Regions from separate parts of the Mus musculus genome. Here all the other regions are linked to region 1. Evidence: chromatin contacts called from public Hi-C and HiChIP or PLAC-seq data. All regions are on one chromosome and are shown on one strand. The core of a region is the stretch at or near the end of the contact, and the rest is flanking DNA. Distances in the headings are between cores, read along the strand shown.

Region 1 (3,503 bases), core at 397-2,896:
GTAGACCTGTATCCATACAAGCAGTAGTAGCTTTGCACATATTAAAAGTACCAACACACACACACACATACACCTGCATGCAGTAGGCCACTAGAGCTCTAGTAGGTCTTGTAAAATCCCAGGTGCCTCTGTGGGGGAGGGGAGATGGAGATGGCAGGATTCCCTGGGATTCATGTGTGTGTGGGCTCCAGCATTTTCTCCTCTGGAAGCTGTTTTCACTCCGGTTCTCTGCCATTTCCTCCTTTACTTCCCCTGTCTCTCCCTCATATTTCAAGGTTACACATCTGTCTCCCTTGGGAGCTGTAGCTTGGTTCTCTAGGGACCTGTATCTTATGTCTGAATGCTCCTGGAATTACACAGCTCTGGGGAGGGAAAGGTGGTGGGTATTCTTAGATGAGGTAGGTCCTGTAAGCTTGGCCACCGAAGCCCCTGGGAATTGAACCTAGATATTCGCTCTCTCACAACCGCAGTCTGAGCTCAAACTAAATGAATACCAACAGGTGCAACTGAGTTCCCAACAACCCTGCTCGTCCTTGCTCTCTCAGAGGAGAGACCAGGACTTTCCTGCTTCTTCCGACTTGAGTTTTAGGATGGTAGCAGCACCGCACGGAAAAGATGGCAATTTTCTTTTATGGTGTCTGGCAGGATTTGCAGCAGATATTAATGGAGACATAAATAGCACGTGGAAGGTATTGAACACAACTGTTTAATGCAAGAAGGTTGTACTAAGAAAAATCCATACTGAGTTGGGAGTGATTCATACCTTGAACACACCTAACCCCTTGCGCCTTCATTTCTGCCTGCACACTTCATTAGTAAATTCTGTAATTAGGCACATTTCAACAATGTACGTTTTGTATTTTCTAGGTATGCGTATGGAATTTCCCCCCTTCCTCCTTCTGGTGACCCCAGAGGTTGTAGGTTTCAGTGAGTGAGTGGAAATGGCAGGCGGGCTGGGTAGCAGCAGGAGGCCGGAAGGTGCCGGCCGACCTTAGGCAAGGCAGGAGGTCTTGGATGTCAAATGTTCAGCCCGGCGGGACCTGGGCATCAAGGGCGATTGTTGCTACTTGATGGAAACAGACTACTGAAATGTTCCTAGGATGGCAGCTACCGTTGGTATTACAGCTAAAATCGAGAACCGGTTATTCATCCAAAGCGGAAGCCCCAGGAACTTCAGAAGGAGAGAGCGGCAGCAAGGGCAGAGCTCTGAAGTTCAAGATGCTTCTCGCCTTCTGATAACACGTTCACGGTCCAGTCCTCAGCCTAGTTCTTGTGTAGACGGAAAGATTTATCCTAAAGTTTTTTTTCCCTCCTCCGCTCGGTTCCCCTACAGACAATGTAATTTATGGTGGAGAAAACATTAATAATAATTATAATGCAGGCTTATTGACTCCCACACAGACATAGTCCTCTGCCCCACGAATCAATTCTCTGTCCAAGACTTTTCATTTCTTTTCTTTTTCTTTCTTTCTTTTTATTTTTTTTCCCGTTTGGGCGAAGTGTCTGCTCCCCTCCAGCTCCCCGCGCTCGCTCCCCGCCCCCTGCCGCCCTCCCCGTAGCTCCCTTTCTCCGCCTCCTCGGCGATTGCCATCTGACAAGATCTCCAAATCAAAGTGATAAATCGCTCCAAACTTTTTTTGGCGGCGCTGAGATGTTGGAGGGGCGTCTAACGCGCATGTGCGAAGGTGTCCAAACTGACAATGCTAGAGATAGCGAGTGTGGATTGAGAGAAAGAGAGAGAGGGAGGGAGAGAGAGTGAAAGACCGAGTGTGTGCGTGTGTGTGCGTGTGTGAGACAGAGGAGAGAGAGAGAGAGAGAGAGAGAGAGAGAGAGAGAGAGAGAGAGAGAAGGGAGGGGGAGAGAGAGAGCAAAAGAAGGAAAAGATCCAAGAAAAAAAAAACCTAACCACCCAGCAGCGGCTGCAGGACTGGGCACAGCATGAGATCCAAAGGCAGGGCAAGGAAACTGGCCACAAGTAGGTGCAATATCCCTTTTCTATTGGCTTCCCCCCCTTCTCTGCCATCTTGCGTATCTGTGTCTAGCGCACGGGGAGAGAGCGCGGGCTGCTTTGGCGCGGGGGGCCTGGGGTGGAAGGCAGGCACAGCGCAGCCGGCAGCCGGAGCAACCTGCCGATTCCTGCCTCCGCGCCCTGGCTCCTGCTCTGGGCGCAGTGGAAGCGCGGTAGCCCTGAGCCCCGCACCAGGACCAGCTGTGGCAACTCCGGGGTGGGGGTGGGGGCAGCAAAAAGCTGGGAGGGAGGGAGGAGGGCGCGCGCGAGTGAGCGCGAAGGGGTGGGGGGAGAGGAGAGTGTGTCCCCCTCCCCTCCCTTCCCCCCCCAGGCGGGGGAGAGTCGCCTCTGGCCAACCAGCTAGTTCCCGGAGCGGGAGGAGGGGGGAAGCGGGTGGGGGGGGGGCGGGCAGGGGAAGGGCGCCTTTCTGAAGCTCTGTTTGTTTCTGGGGTTTGGGACGGGTGGCGGGCTCCGAGGGAGCCGCGGTGGCTGTGGCCGCAGCCGGCCGCGATGGAGTTGGGAAAAGTTGCGAGGCGGCCGCTTGCAAGTTGCGCGGGCGATCGGCGCTGCGCCTAGCCGCGGCTGCGGTAGTGGGCGCTGTGCGCTCGGTCCTTGTACGCGGCGGCGTGTGCGACGCGGCGGGAGCCCTGGGGAAGGGGAGGCAGGGGGGCCGGGGGGGACACGGTCCTGGGGATGGGTGGGGGGAACCCCGGCAGCGCCGAGCTCTCGGCTCCGCAGAGTCACTCGGCAGGTGGGGAGAGCGGAGGCCGCGCCGGCGTTCTCAGGCCCGGGCGTGGAGGGCGCGCGGCCAGCCGAGAACGCTGCTCCGTAAGGCCAGGAGGGCGCGCTCCGACCCGAGAAGCCCGGGCTGGCAGGGCGCCGAGTGACCCCCAGGGGGCGGGCTGCCGGAACTCGGGGCCACCAAGGGGGAGCAGCTCAGCCTGCCGTTCTCTTTCTGGGTGCAGCCGGGGTCCCGGGTCACTCGTCCTCCCCGGCGCCCTCTGTCTGCCCGGAGCGGAGCAGCCTCGGTCACGCGGGACTAGGGTAGTGGGGTTTGGGGCTATGGGGGACTAGACTACCATCCCCCACGCTTTCAGGGAAGGCTTGGGTGACACTCCAGGACAGGGTAGGGTGGGAAGGGTTGCTTAGCAGGGACTAGTAGGAGTCTGAGGTGGGTTTGTTCAAATGCTTCTGCCCAGCGTTGAAGGGGGCCCAACGAGCAGCCTGCCGCCTTCTTACTCCCTCGGACATCAGAGCTGCTTCGGGAAAGGACCGGCCAGGCCGCCCATGCCTCTCACACTTGGACTTGAGGAATCTCGAACTCTCTTAATTGTTTTGTTTCGGACCAGAGAGACTAAAGATAGGATGTGGATAGTATGTTTGCCCCAGTGAAGTCCCCAAGCGTACCCCCCCATCCCTTGCACATTGGAATTTAGGGCTGGAGGCGCTCCATGCAGCACCACCGGGCGCGTCCTGGCACAGCGGCGCCGGCTAC
Region 2 (3,503 bases), core at 490-2,989, 750 kb after region 1:
AAATAAAGAGAGACATTTCTGGATAAGAATGTATAACTGTGGCTATTATTCTGAATACAAAGAACCACCATATCCAATGAACAGAAAGAATAACCTTGAGTGAGTATCGTATATAACATCAATAACTATAGGTGCAAGGTACAGGCTAAGACACTCTGCTGTGAGCTGAAGCTGTAGGACAGCCATTTTCACCCAGGATACGCAGTACTGCAGCCGTCTTATCAATGGGTGGGCTCATGCTTACTAAACTCATGACTACTTCTTTATTTGTCATGTGCAGAAGTGTGTTTTAATGTGTGTAGGAAAAACAGCCATTATTTTTAACCTTCAACTCAATTATCCTTCTTAAGTCAGTACACTATATCTGATGAGACTAATCTGCTAAAGAATATGTCATCTACAAAAAGACAATATATGCACAAATCTATTGGTCCCTGACTAATTAAATTTACATCCAAGTATAGTGTGCAATTTATAGAAGTTATGGCGATCTTTTTTCCCAGGGGTAAATTATTTTGTGGAATATTCCATGTTTTTCATTCAATTCTGTGGCACATGCACATTAGACTTCTTGGTTCATGAGCACATCTCTGTGGTTCACTAAACTTAATAAGGAAAGACATACCCTGGACATAACGATTTTGCTATGTTGTCAGAATAAAGTCAGGTCTCCCCTCCCTCCTTTTCTAATGTTCTGTTTTGATCATGACTGGCAGTTATCACATTTCTTACAGTTATTCTTCCTGAAAATATTATCTAACCAGCAAGGGCTATGAGGTAATTTTCCCTTACAAAATGGGAATATTTTTCCCCATTCTCAATCTTCTCCCCTTTCTCGTTTCTCTAATTAAAACAACGACTTGATTTGGAACTTACCATTTTGATTTGTTTAAATGTTGAAGGCTCTGGCTCTGTGGCAGGCCCCTCTGCTACTGCACACCATAATCGCATGAATGACATTTCACTTAGACAAACAAGGCTGTTACTGTATCTCTAGGCACATACTTCCCAAGCAAATGAATAGCATTCATCTGGTTTCCTCCGTCCTTTTGCCCAGGATTTGAAAAGGTTACACATGTATGGGCAAGGCATTGTGACACAATTTGGCTTTACTCTAAAGGAGGAAAAACTAAAATCTTCTCACCATGAATGTTCATGGCTATGGGCAATGTCATCACTGACAAGCCTCTATGAATGCCTTCCCATCCTCCTGACCTGGCAAAGCTAATCTTACATTTCCAAAAGAATCTACTGGAAGTGTGGAGGACCGTTCACAAAACTGAATACAGAGAGCTCAAGGAAGGGTGATTCTAAATAGCAGGCACTGCAAGTTAGTGAGAAGTATAAGGTTTCCAAGGGCTACAATAGTATAAGACCTCTCACTGGCCATGAACTCTATGGGACTGTGAGTTCACACCCTCTCTACTTACTTAGGTTTTCCTTTGAGAGACCCACACACTCAAGCTGAGCTTCCTTGCCTCTTGGCTTTGAAAAACCATCGAGATGTCTAGTGTGAGTTTGCCTGCTTCCTCTGACTTCTGCTGAAAGAAAAGTTTGATTCTCCACTCTGAACTTGAGAACATGAAAGCCCAGTTGTTCTTGGCCGCTGAAGTTTTGCTTTGGAGCCAACTACACCTTTTATGGTTATTTTCTTGAGTCTTTCTTCATAGTCCTGTAATTACAGCGGATGCTGCCAAGGAACCCTTGCAGCCGTATCCAACCACGTGTTGCTTGGAGCTGAGCCAACTTGACAGCCAGGGAACTGCTCGCAGCCCAGCCAGCCTCACTTTTACAAGGTGAGGCTACCTCCCTTAACCCAAGGTAGAAATGAAAATACAACCAAGTCGTTTGTAGTCTGATACAGGTTTCTTAAGATAAAACATCTTTGAGACCTTGAAGAACATTCTTCTGAGATGTGTGACAATACCTTTCCAGGACAAGGTATTTGAGATTGACCATAACCGAAAACTAAGAGAAACTGATTACATTATTGATTTTCAACTGGAATTTACTTATAGCTCTTAAAAGTGTTAATTGAAACACTTTTCATATATGTTTAATAGTGTTTGTATTTGTCAGTGTTTAAAATGTATCGGTAATATTTGGAATCTATTGTCCATAACTTTTAGAAAATTGGTGTGATCAGAAACCCATGTTTTAAGGGAAACTGACTGGATTGACTGGAGGAAGGAGTATCCACAGCCAGCTTGTGGATAGAAATGAAAGTGAAGCCAAATCATTTGGCCAGGTACATCTTACACCTATAAAATGTACATTACAAGTAATTATAAGCTTAAAAACTAAATAGTTGATTGAATATTTTACATGCTTCTTGGGACTTTTCTAGTGTGTTCTTTCTTCTATAACCATTTTTGATGTTAAAATGCTCCAGCAAATCAATATGAAGTCCTGGGTTTAGGGACAGTGCTGCTTTATTATAGGGCTGGGAGTAACTGGCTTTTTGTCATTTAAGGAAGTTATTGTTTTCATTACAGAATAACAATGCATTTAATTTGCTTATTTTAAGGCAGGCATGAACTCACCTTACATTTGAATCACTTTACATAAGTTGCCATTTGTTTTCTGTTGGTATACAACCATAAGCACATACTTTCGTATCTTTTTTTTCTTTGTCTCTTTTCATGGTGGATACTTGTGAAAAGTTTGGAGAAATTTCCGAACAGAAAGATCAAAAGAGAAAGGGAGAAAGTGTGGTGGTGATGTTGGGAGACAGAGAGACTAGAATGATAATACTTCCCATTATTCAAGTAAAAAAAAATAATCCCCCAAATTTGTTATGAAGTTGAAGCTTATATTCACATTTTCCCTTTATTCTGAGCAACATAAATAGTCCAGCCCTTTGGTCTCTTCTTAGTAAATCACAGTTTTGTACAGACCATTCTTACGGAGCTGACAGTAGTTTTCATGGTAGCCAGGAAGACAGGTACATCTTCTAGCGACTGGATGACCATCTTCGTTCCTTCCTGAACACTGACATACCTGGTTACAGTCTTTCCCCTACTTGCCTGGTGGGCAGACTTAGGGAAAGAGGAAATGTAAACCCGAATGAATTGAATTTGTCTGTGTAAATATGGTCCTAAAAGTGAAAGCAGGGGCAACTTATTAAATAAGACCGTGGCCTACAGAAGTGCACAGCCCTTCGGGATTGAGGTTTCATTAAATTTGCTTGGGGATTACTTCACTGTTGGATTTTGTTTTGTTCAGTCAATTTGTGATTGACTGTCAAGGGTTGGCTGCAATTTTCTTGTCATGGAAAAAAGTCATAGTGCAATGTCAGGGAAAATCAGCTAAAATAATAGTATAATTCCTTTGGGACCTTGTATCTGGATAAAGATATTATTTCTGGGGTAGCTGTTTTAAAGTCTCTCTGCACATTAGCAGGTACTGTATTTGTGTCACTTGTCAGCCACTCAGCCATGTTCTGCTGTTTCTTTACGTAGTCTCAACACTGAAGTCCCTCCATCCAACTTTTAAATCACATC
Region 3 (3,503 bases), core at 608-3,107, 550 kb after region 1:
AAGCCAAGACTAATCATTTCAGATTGTGTTTCAAGGAAGTTCACTTCAGATAACAAATGCTCTAACATTTGCTCAAAATAACAGCAAAAACAGGCAAACACTCTAGTTCTTCATTTTGTATAACTGTAGCTGAGGAGAAGAGAAAGAAGATACTTTTAGGCAACTAAGAAGTTATAAGAACTACAGCATTTCCTAGTTGGATGTACAGATAGATCCCTCTGCTTGCCTCTGTCTGCGTGTAAGTGTGATTAAGACAGAGCCATGGTTCAGCAGTACAAAATGGAGCTAGTCACAAACATTATATACACCTTAACGTCTGATTCAGTAATGCAAATAAGTAATACTAAAATCACCATTTGGGTTCTGAAAAGTCTATTCAAAATTGATAGCTCAGAACTGGTGACTTCGAGGCTGCACAGCTGCAACATCTGGCCTCAACATGTCTAAACATAGAAGTAGAGAGCTGAGTCACTTGACTTTGCCAGCCTCAGCAGCTATCAGGCTACCTTTGATGAATAATTTATCCCAATAAATTGCCATATTTGAAAGCATAATTAACAAATAGGTTTTCTTAATCATGCTGGATTTTGTTGTTTTTGGTTTTCATCCATGGTCTCTTTTGTTCTTTTACTTTCACTTTCTCACTTAAAAAAAAAAAGTAACAATTTCCATCCATTCAAACTAGCAAGTTGGCAGTATATCTGAAAACTAATAGTTTATGTCTGGGAAAAAATATGTTTTCGTCATTCTTTTTGGTAAGAGAGGTTAAGAGGTTGTATAAAATGTTCAATAATGATGTTACTTTTTCTGGTCAAATGCGTTTGTACTTGGCACTTGCATCGTTTGCAAGACAGTTTCATGCATGTTGTCTATTTATTTCTGGGGAATCTAAACATTAAGGTCTATATATTTTTATGGGAAAATTTCTGCACATGCTTTCTGGTCTTTCATGAACTAAAAAATATCATTTCATGTCATACATAAGAATCCCTGTCTACAACAATAACTGAAGACTGTGCAATTCTGATACAGTAACTAGATAGAGGAGCATGGTAACAAAAGCTTACGGGGGACCTAGGGCTTAGATGCATGGGTGCCTGTAAGGGTTCACATCTTAACATACTTTCTTAGCCTGGTCACCTTCCCTGTTCATGTATGTTTCAAAGGCACACCCTTTTAAAAAGAATTTGTAATTATGTCATTTTTAGACTCTTATAACAGAACATATCCAAATTTTCTTTATATTGATCACTACTCTAGAATCATACATGCCTCCAAATTCCATAGATGGAATTTGTATAGTAAGTTACACTTGAGTCATCCATAGCAATTCTTACAAATGTAAGCAGAAATATTATGGAGGACATTTTAATTTAAAAAGTGATACTTTGTATTGTTAGCTGTGGCTGCTAAGTCAGTTTCAAAAGCTGTTAGCTCATTTAAATTTCTAGCTGATATATCCTCTCTGTGTTTTCTTGGAAAACAAAGAACTCTTTCGCTGTTAAACAATTTAAGATCACTTAGAAGGAGCCAAGATAAGTGGGCTCTCAATAACTCCAAGCTTGAGTCTCGTGCCCAAGAGGAGATGATTATATCTGTAATCCAGGAGCAGTGAATGCACATTGCTCCCTGGCAGCCCCTTTCACATTGTGTTTGGAGCCATAGATTCAGTTTGTGTGTGTGTGTGTGTGTGTGTGTGTGTGTGTGTGTGTGTGTTTAAGCTGTTGTCTGTCATAATTGGTCAGGGATATATGTTTTCCAGAAATCAATTACTTTAAATGGTGGGTACTTAAATGGTAATTACGTACATTATGCAGAGAAAACATTCATGTGCTTGTATATTGCACACACCATATCATTTATCAGCAGTGATAAGAAGTCAGAGACTGGAGCTGTTTTTCCTGTTCTGCCAGAGGCTGCATTTGTAGTCCAAATAATCAGCCAATTATTGTTTTTCCTTGTGTCTCCCCTTTGTGAAATTACATTATTTTCCCAAGGTTGCAACGAGGCACACACAATACAGATTTCTTTTGTAAGTGTTGACGGTTTAAACTCTTGCTAGGGAGATGAGCTAACAGCGTGTTTAAAAATCAAGCCAGTAATTGGTCCGTTTACTCTTTATGCTCTTGAAAGGATGAATGGCAGTCACTTCAAGGATAAAAAGGCTTTGGCAACCAGCCAAAATTCAGATTTATTGGATGATGAAGAAGTAGAAGATGAGGTGTTGTTGGATGAGGAGGATGAAGACAATGATATTCCTGGAAAGCCCAGAAAGGAGCTAGGGGTGACTCGTTTAGACGAGGAGATCCCGGAGGATGACTACGAAGAAGCTGGTGCCCTGGAGATGAGCTGTAAGGCGTCCCCGGTGAGGTGAGTGCCTTGCAATATGGCAAGCCAAGGGACAGACGTGGGGGACTGTTGGGCGAATTCCTCCTGCTCCGCTCGGCTACTGGAAGAATGTGTTAGATTATGGGGAATTTGTGAAGTAACAAACCATGAAAGTTCAATTTGACCTGGGAAAGGCACACACAGTGCGTCAGTTTTACATAAAGGGAAACGAGGAGGCAGGGCACAGGATCCACAAGCACGTAAACACATTAGTATTTGTGGAACTCCGGTGGCCCCAAGGCAGGAAGGATGAGTGAAGATTGCACGAGTATTTAATTTTGAGATTCTATGTATGAACTTCATGAAAAAATAGACATTTCATCATGACTGAGTCTACTCAATAATCTACTATAATCGTAACTCAAGACATTTAAGATAAATTTTACAGATGATAGATTTTCCTTAATTGGAAAGACTCAATGAATAGTTAAAGTGAAGGGAATATTATATTTCTGTGATGATAAGGTATCCTGACTGAATATATTCATAAATGACTTTATTTTAAAAGAAGTTTTCAAGTGTATGACTTCTGTTCCCACACATTGTGGGATGTTAATATGTCATTGACTTTACTTTAGATATATGCTTGGCTTTAGACAATAAAATATTAAAGGAAATATATATCAAGATATGGTATTTGTAATTATTTTTAATCTAGTGATTATTGCATGCTACTTGACACAACAAATGCAATATGAAGTTTGAGAGCTGTTAAGATAAAGTTGAAAATGACTTGATGAGACAAAAAAAGCAAAACCTGCCTAAGAAAATCCAATTTCTGTGCTTTCCCATTGGTTCATTTTAGGTATAAAGAGGAAGACTATAAATCTGGCCTTTCTGCTCTAGATCACATAAGGCACTTCACAGATAGCCTCAAAATGAGGGAAATGGAAGAGAATCAATACACTGACGCTGAGCTGTCCTCCATTAGTTCTTCTCATGTGCCAGAGGAGCTTAAACAGACGTTACACAGAAAGTCCAAATCACAGGTACAGACTGCTGTGGTCCACACCATGGGACCCTGCATGCAAGCGTGCATCTCTCTGACGAACCTAAGCAAATATGGTCACCTTGCAGCATTCTAGAAGCCAAGCAGATTTGGGTACTTGGTTGAT
Region 4 (3,503 bases), core at 745-3,244, 530 kb after region 1:
TAGTGTGCCTAGTGCTTCTTAATGAAGAAACTTGGCATTACTCTTTCAGTCAGTAATACTGATAAATAGCCTCTAGTTTAGTCAGTGCCAGAACCGAAAGTCCTTGTCAGTGTCTTCTTCTAAAGTTTGCTAGTGTGCTAAAGACTGTCTCCATTTCAACAAGAGAAACAGAAGAGCCCAGTACAAGAGCACGATAACATGGGCCAATCTTCACATTCCCGAGGCTGAGGCAGGAGCATCACAGGTTTGAGGCTAGCTTGAGTCTATGTAACAAGACCATATCTGGGGGAAAACGAAGACAATGTAAAATGTTCTTGTGCTACCAGTGGTCATGTTTCAGCACTGATAGAATACCCACTATGCCATCTTCATCACCTCTGACCTTCCTCAGCCCATGCCTGCTGACTTCAGTTTTATGGCTCCAGACCTTTCATTTTTTTAAGAGGCAAAGTGTCATGAAAAACCCCAAAGCCTAGTGTTAGTGCCAGGCCCAGGGTACAGCTTAGCCTTGCAGCCTCCAGAATTTTCACTCTGAAATGGACCTCTTATTGCTCACTTCAGTAAGTAAAATAGTAGATCTAAAATACAGTATGAGTAAAATGTCGTGAGTTCACAGCTATTATGTTTCAATGGCATTTTCCAAATTTGTTCTTGACATGAGCCTAAAACTCCCCATGCAGCCAAAGTTGACCTTTATCTCCTAACCCCTTCTTTCATTTCCTAAGTGGTCCCTAAGTCTGGCTTTCAATTAAAGCTTAAATGTGCTTACATTTTCTTAAAAGGTAATTGACAATAGCTGGTAAGAATGAATCTGTCTTACATCACTTCTCTAGATGCCTAACTGCAGAGAGAATGCGGGGCATGTTTAAAGTTATTCCTATTTTTCCAAACTTACTTCCTACCTTCCCTTGAAAGAGAGATAGAGACTATTTGAACATTTATATACCCATCTCAAACATATGTTGCATATAAATGTATGTACCTGAGCCCATCTTGAATATCTGCAACAGAGCCTAGCTAACTTGGAAGTTCCCTTGCACCCAATAGGCAGATTTATGATCACTAGAGTGGATATTTAGAAGGATGTAGTAATTAAATCATCCCAGTTTTCACCGGCCATTTCAAACTCTTCTCATGTCTTTGCTCCGTCTGAGTCAGAAGAGTCCCAGCCTTGTACAGACTCCTGTTACTCAGTGACAGCAGCTTTCAAACTCCCTTTCCACCCTAGTCATCAAGTAGGATTTTTCCATTATCAAGTGGACTTTCTCCCTTTGAGGACTTAGAAGTGTCCAATGTCCCCTTTCCCAGGAGTGGTCTCCTTTTAAGTGTGTCCCGGTGAGAACTTCCTTCGGCTTTGCTTCTTTGAGTGACACTGGCTGTCCTGTTACTGAGATTCAAGACTGACTCTCCCAAATCTGATTCTAACCTTTCAGAGTAGAGAAAAGAAAGTTAACTGACCCGCTTGAAGCTTTGAAAGAAAAATACTTGAGACCTTCTCCAGGATTCTTGTTTCACCCGCAAGTAAGTAATTTGGATTTTAGATGTCAAGCTTGTAAACTTGTTGATCCTAAGAAGCAGGTGCAGTGGATTGAAAGAAACTTTAATAACACTAGTATTTCCTATGACGTTGCCATGCAAGAACACAGGAAATTTTAGCAAGACTAAAAACCCAAGCTTCTTAAAAGAAAAAGTCATCAGTATATGTGTAAAAATAACATTGTTTGGGTGTTAAATTGCTATGCGCCTTAACTGTTCACCGAGCTAAAGTGCATGTTGGAGCGAGTCAGACTCAGCTAAGGAAATAAATATTGAAGTCGTCTTTTGTGTTTAAAGTTTCCTGATATGAAGATATGGATCACACTGTGACTCGTCCCAACCTCATGAAGGTCACTCCTGTCCTTTCAGTGCTTAGATAAAAACAGGAAATGAGTCTACCTGACAAGTTGTTACCATAGAGGGTGAAGGAATTTATCTAGACACCACTGGGCATTCCAGGGAAGGTCTATAATTGCACAAGAATTCACCACAATACACAGAGCTATTTACTGAATGGAGCCAGGCCCATTTATCAAAAGACATACAGTTTCTCTTTGCAAATCGGTATACTGAACAGTGCTATCTTGTGGCTTCATCTCTGGGTCGCCACCCATTTAATTTTCTTTTCTGAAGACTGGTTTACATATTAATCCACAGCTAGAGAGTCATATTGAAAGTGCAAACATAATGTCTGGAATCTGCTTTTTTAAACTCACATTTCATTTTGTTGTGCTTTGTGTTTAAATGATGCAAACTCTGATCTTTAAAGACACTGAAGGTTTTAAAGAAAATACCTGACAATTTGGTACATAAATTTGTTCTGTTGTAGTATATCCAAGCCATAAATGATAGTCCTCTAAGTAAACTGGTGAAAATCTCTTCCTTTTAGGTAGCAAAGGCATTAATTTGTCTTAGGATAGGAATCTTACCTTTTCTCTCGTGTTCTTAGTTTTTCAATTTTCTTCCTTAATACCGAAACAAGCATGGGAGAACAGAAATCCAAACATCTGTTTTAGTTATACATAAAAACTTACTTCTGTTCCAAAATTCCCACTCTAATCTAAATTGAGAAAATATATGCTTAGGTATCAAAAATTCCAGGAACATTCCACCATGGATTTTATAAAGGAAGGTTAAGGACTAATACTGTTTACATAACCCCTTCACAGAAAGAGCCAAGTGCTGAAGCAGTGAATGTTTATCGGTAAATATTTGATATTTATGCTGACCTAATAACACTTGCAAGGGTTCACAGTGTAATAATCTAGAATACAAAATGCCCTGTTTCAGATGTTGCATAAAAATACAACTCTCTTGGTATATTCTTTTCTAATTATAAACAAAAGCACACATGCATCTATATTACTGTATACATTTAATAATAGTAACCAGGTTGCTTATCTATTTTTATTATATAATAATAAAATAGCAGTAAAAAGCTGAATACTCTAGGGTATGATAGAATGAAGAAAATGGGAATGGGGTTTAGAGTCTGAGCAGTTTCTTCTATCTGGGTGTTAGTTTTCTTATCTATGAAAATTTTCTGAACATGTTGACTTCAAGGTACCCATGGCCTCTAAAAACCAATGGCCAGCCTTGGTCATTGTGCCACTTAATAAAGTGGTTAAGTTCATTTACCAATAATTACATGTCTGTAGGACTGTATTATAAATGTGGAATTTATTTATATTTAATAAGGGAATATGAAGGAATGTGTTATATTTTAGTATTCTCAAAGGTAACAGTGAATATGACAGGTAAGGGTTGTGCCCATTGCTCACAGCAGAGTAGTGGCCCCTCCTGTAGACCCTCTGAGGAATGCCATGGGAATACAGGGGGAGTGTATTTCCTTCCCACCTACAGTGTCACATTTTGGTGTGTAGACTGCCTGTTGCTGCGTGTGGTTGTTAGGACCCAGTAAGGACAACAAAAGTTAATTTGCAGTACTTAGTGTGTCCTAGATCCGA

The links. Hi-C and Micro-C count contacts between places; a contact is called where the count stands out from the background. HiChIP or PLAC-seq counts read pairs in DNA pulled down with a chosen protein or histone mark.
Region 2: a Hi-C map of uterus shows a contact between it and region 1, with 3 times the contacts expected there. The contact joins the enhancer-like site here to the promoter of Mecom in region 1. A contact is called at or near these places in 15 of 484 Hi-C or Micro-C datasets (LSK cells, cranial neural crest, embryonic fibroblasts and 8 more), 15 of 115 datasets of contacts at active chromatin or transcription factors (the NIH/3T3 cell line, cardiomyocytes, craniofacial prominence and 11 more) and 1 of 9 other capture datasets (embryonic stem cells).
Region 3: a contact with region 1 is called in an H3K4me3 HiChIP or PLAC-seq map of embryonic basal ganglia, with 5 times the contacts expected there. The contact joins the enhancer-like site here to the promoter of Mecom in region 1. A contact is called at or near these places in 1 of 39 promoter capture datasets (embryonic stem cells), 12 of 115 datasets of contacts at active chromatin or transcription factors (cardiomyocytes, craniofacial prominence, embryonic basal ganglia and 9 more) and 1 of 9 other capture datasets (embryonic stem cells).
Region 4: a contact with region 1 is called in a FOXA1 HiChIP or PLAC-seq map of pancreatic cancer cells. The contact joins the enhancer-like site here to the promoter of Mecom in region 1. A contact is called at or near these places in 14 of 115 datasets of contacts at active chromatin or transcription factors (cardiomyocytes, a colorectal cancer cell line, craniofacial prominence and 10 more) and 1 of 9 other capture datasets (embryonic tail).

What each region holds. Positions count from the first base shown.
Region 1 is chr3:30,507,902-30,511,404 of GRCm38.p6, reverse strand. Mecom (MDS1 and EVI1 complex locus) reads left to right here and starts at 1,646. Exons shown (of 16, transcript NM_001370769.2): 1 at 1,646-1,975. The coding sequence starts at 1,939.
Region 2 is chr3:29,756,202-29,759,704 of GRCm38.p6, reverse strand. No RefSeq gene overlaps it. Among named protein-coding and RNA genes, the nearest start is that of Gm42197, 62 kb to the right of the region's middle. Within about 2 kb of position 1,739, at least 17 of the 459 cell types and tissues checked have an H3K27ac peak or open chromatin away from gene starts, as enhancers often do. A contact at or near this core is called in uterus, where this site is marked.
Region 3 is chr3:29,956,180-29,959,682 of GRCm38.p6, reverse strand. It overlaps Mecom (MDS1 and EVI1 complex locus), which reads left to right. Exons shown (of 16, transcript NM_001370769.2): 14 at 2,134-2,370; 15 at 3,194-3,377. Among named protein-coding and RNA genes, the nearest start is that of Gm52621, 38 kb to the left of the region's middle. Within about 2 kb of position 1,857, at least 3 of the 459 cell types and tissues checked have an H3K27ac peak or open chromatin away from gene starts, as enhancers often do. A contact at or near this core is called in embryonic basal ganglia, where this site is marked.
Region 4 is chr3:29,975,277-29,978,779 of GRCm38.p6, reverse strand. It overlaps Mecom (MDS1 and EVI1 complex locus), which reads left to right. Exons shown (of 16, transcript NM_001370769.2): 9 at 1,434-1,521. Among named protein-coding and RNA genes, the nearest start is that of Gm52621, 19 kb to the left of the region's middle. Within about 2 kb of position 1,994, at least 20 of the 459 cell types and tissues checked have an H3K27ac peak or open chromatin away from gene starts, as enhancers often do. A contact at or near this core is called in a colorectal cancer cell line and pancreatic cancer cells, where this site is marked.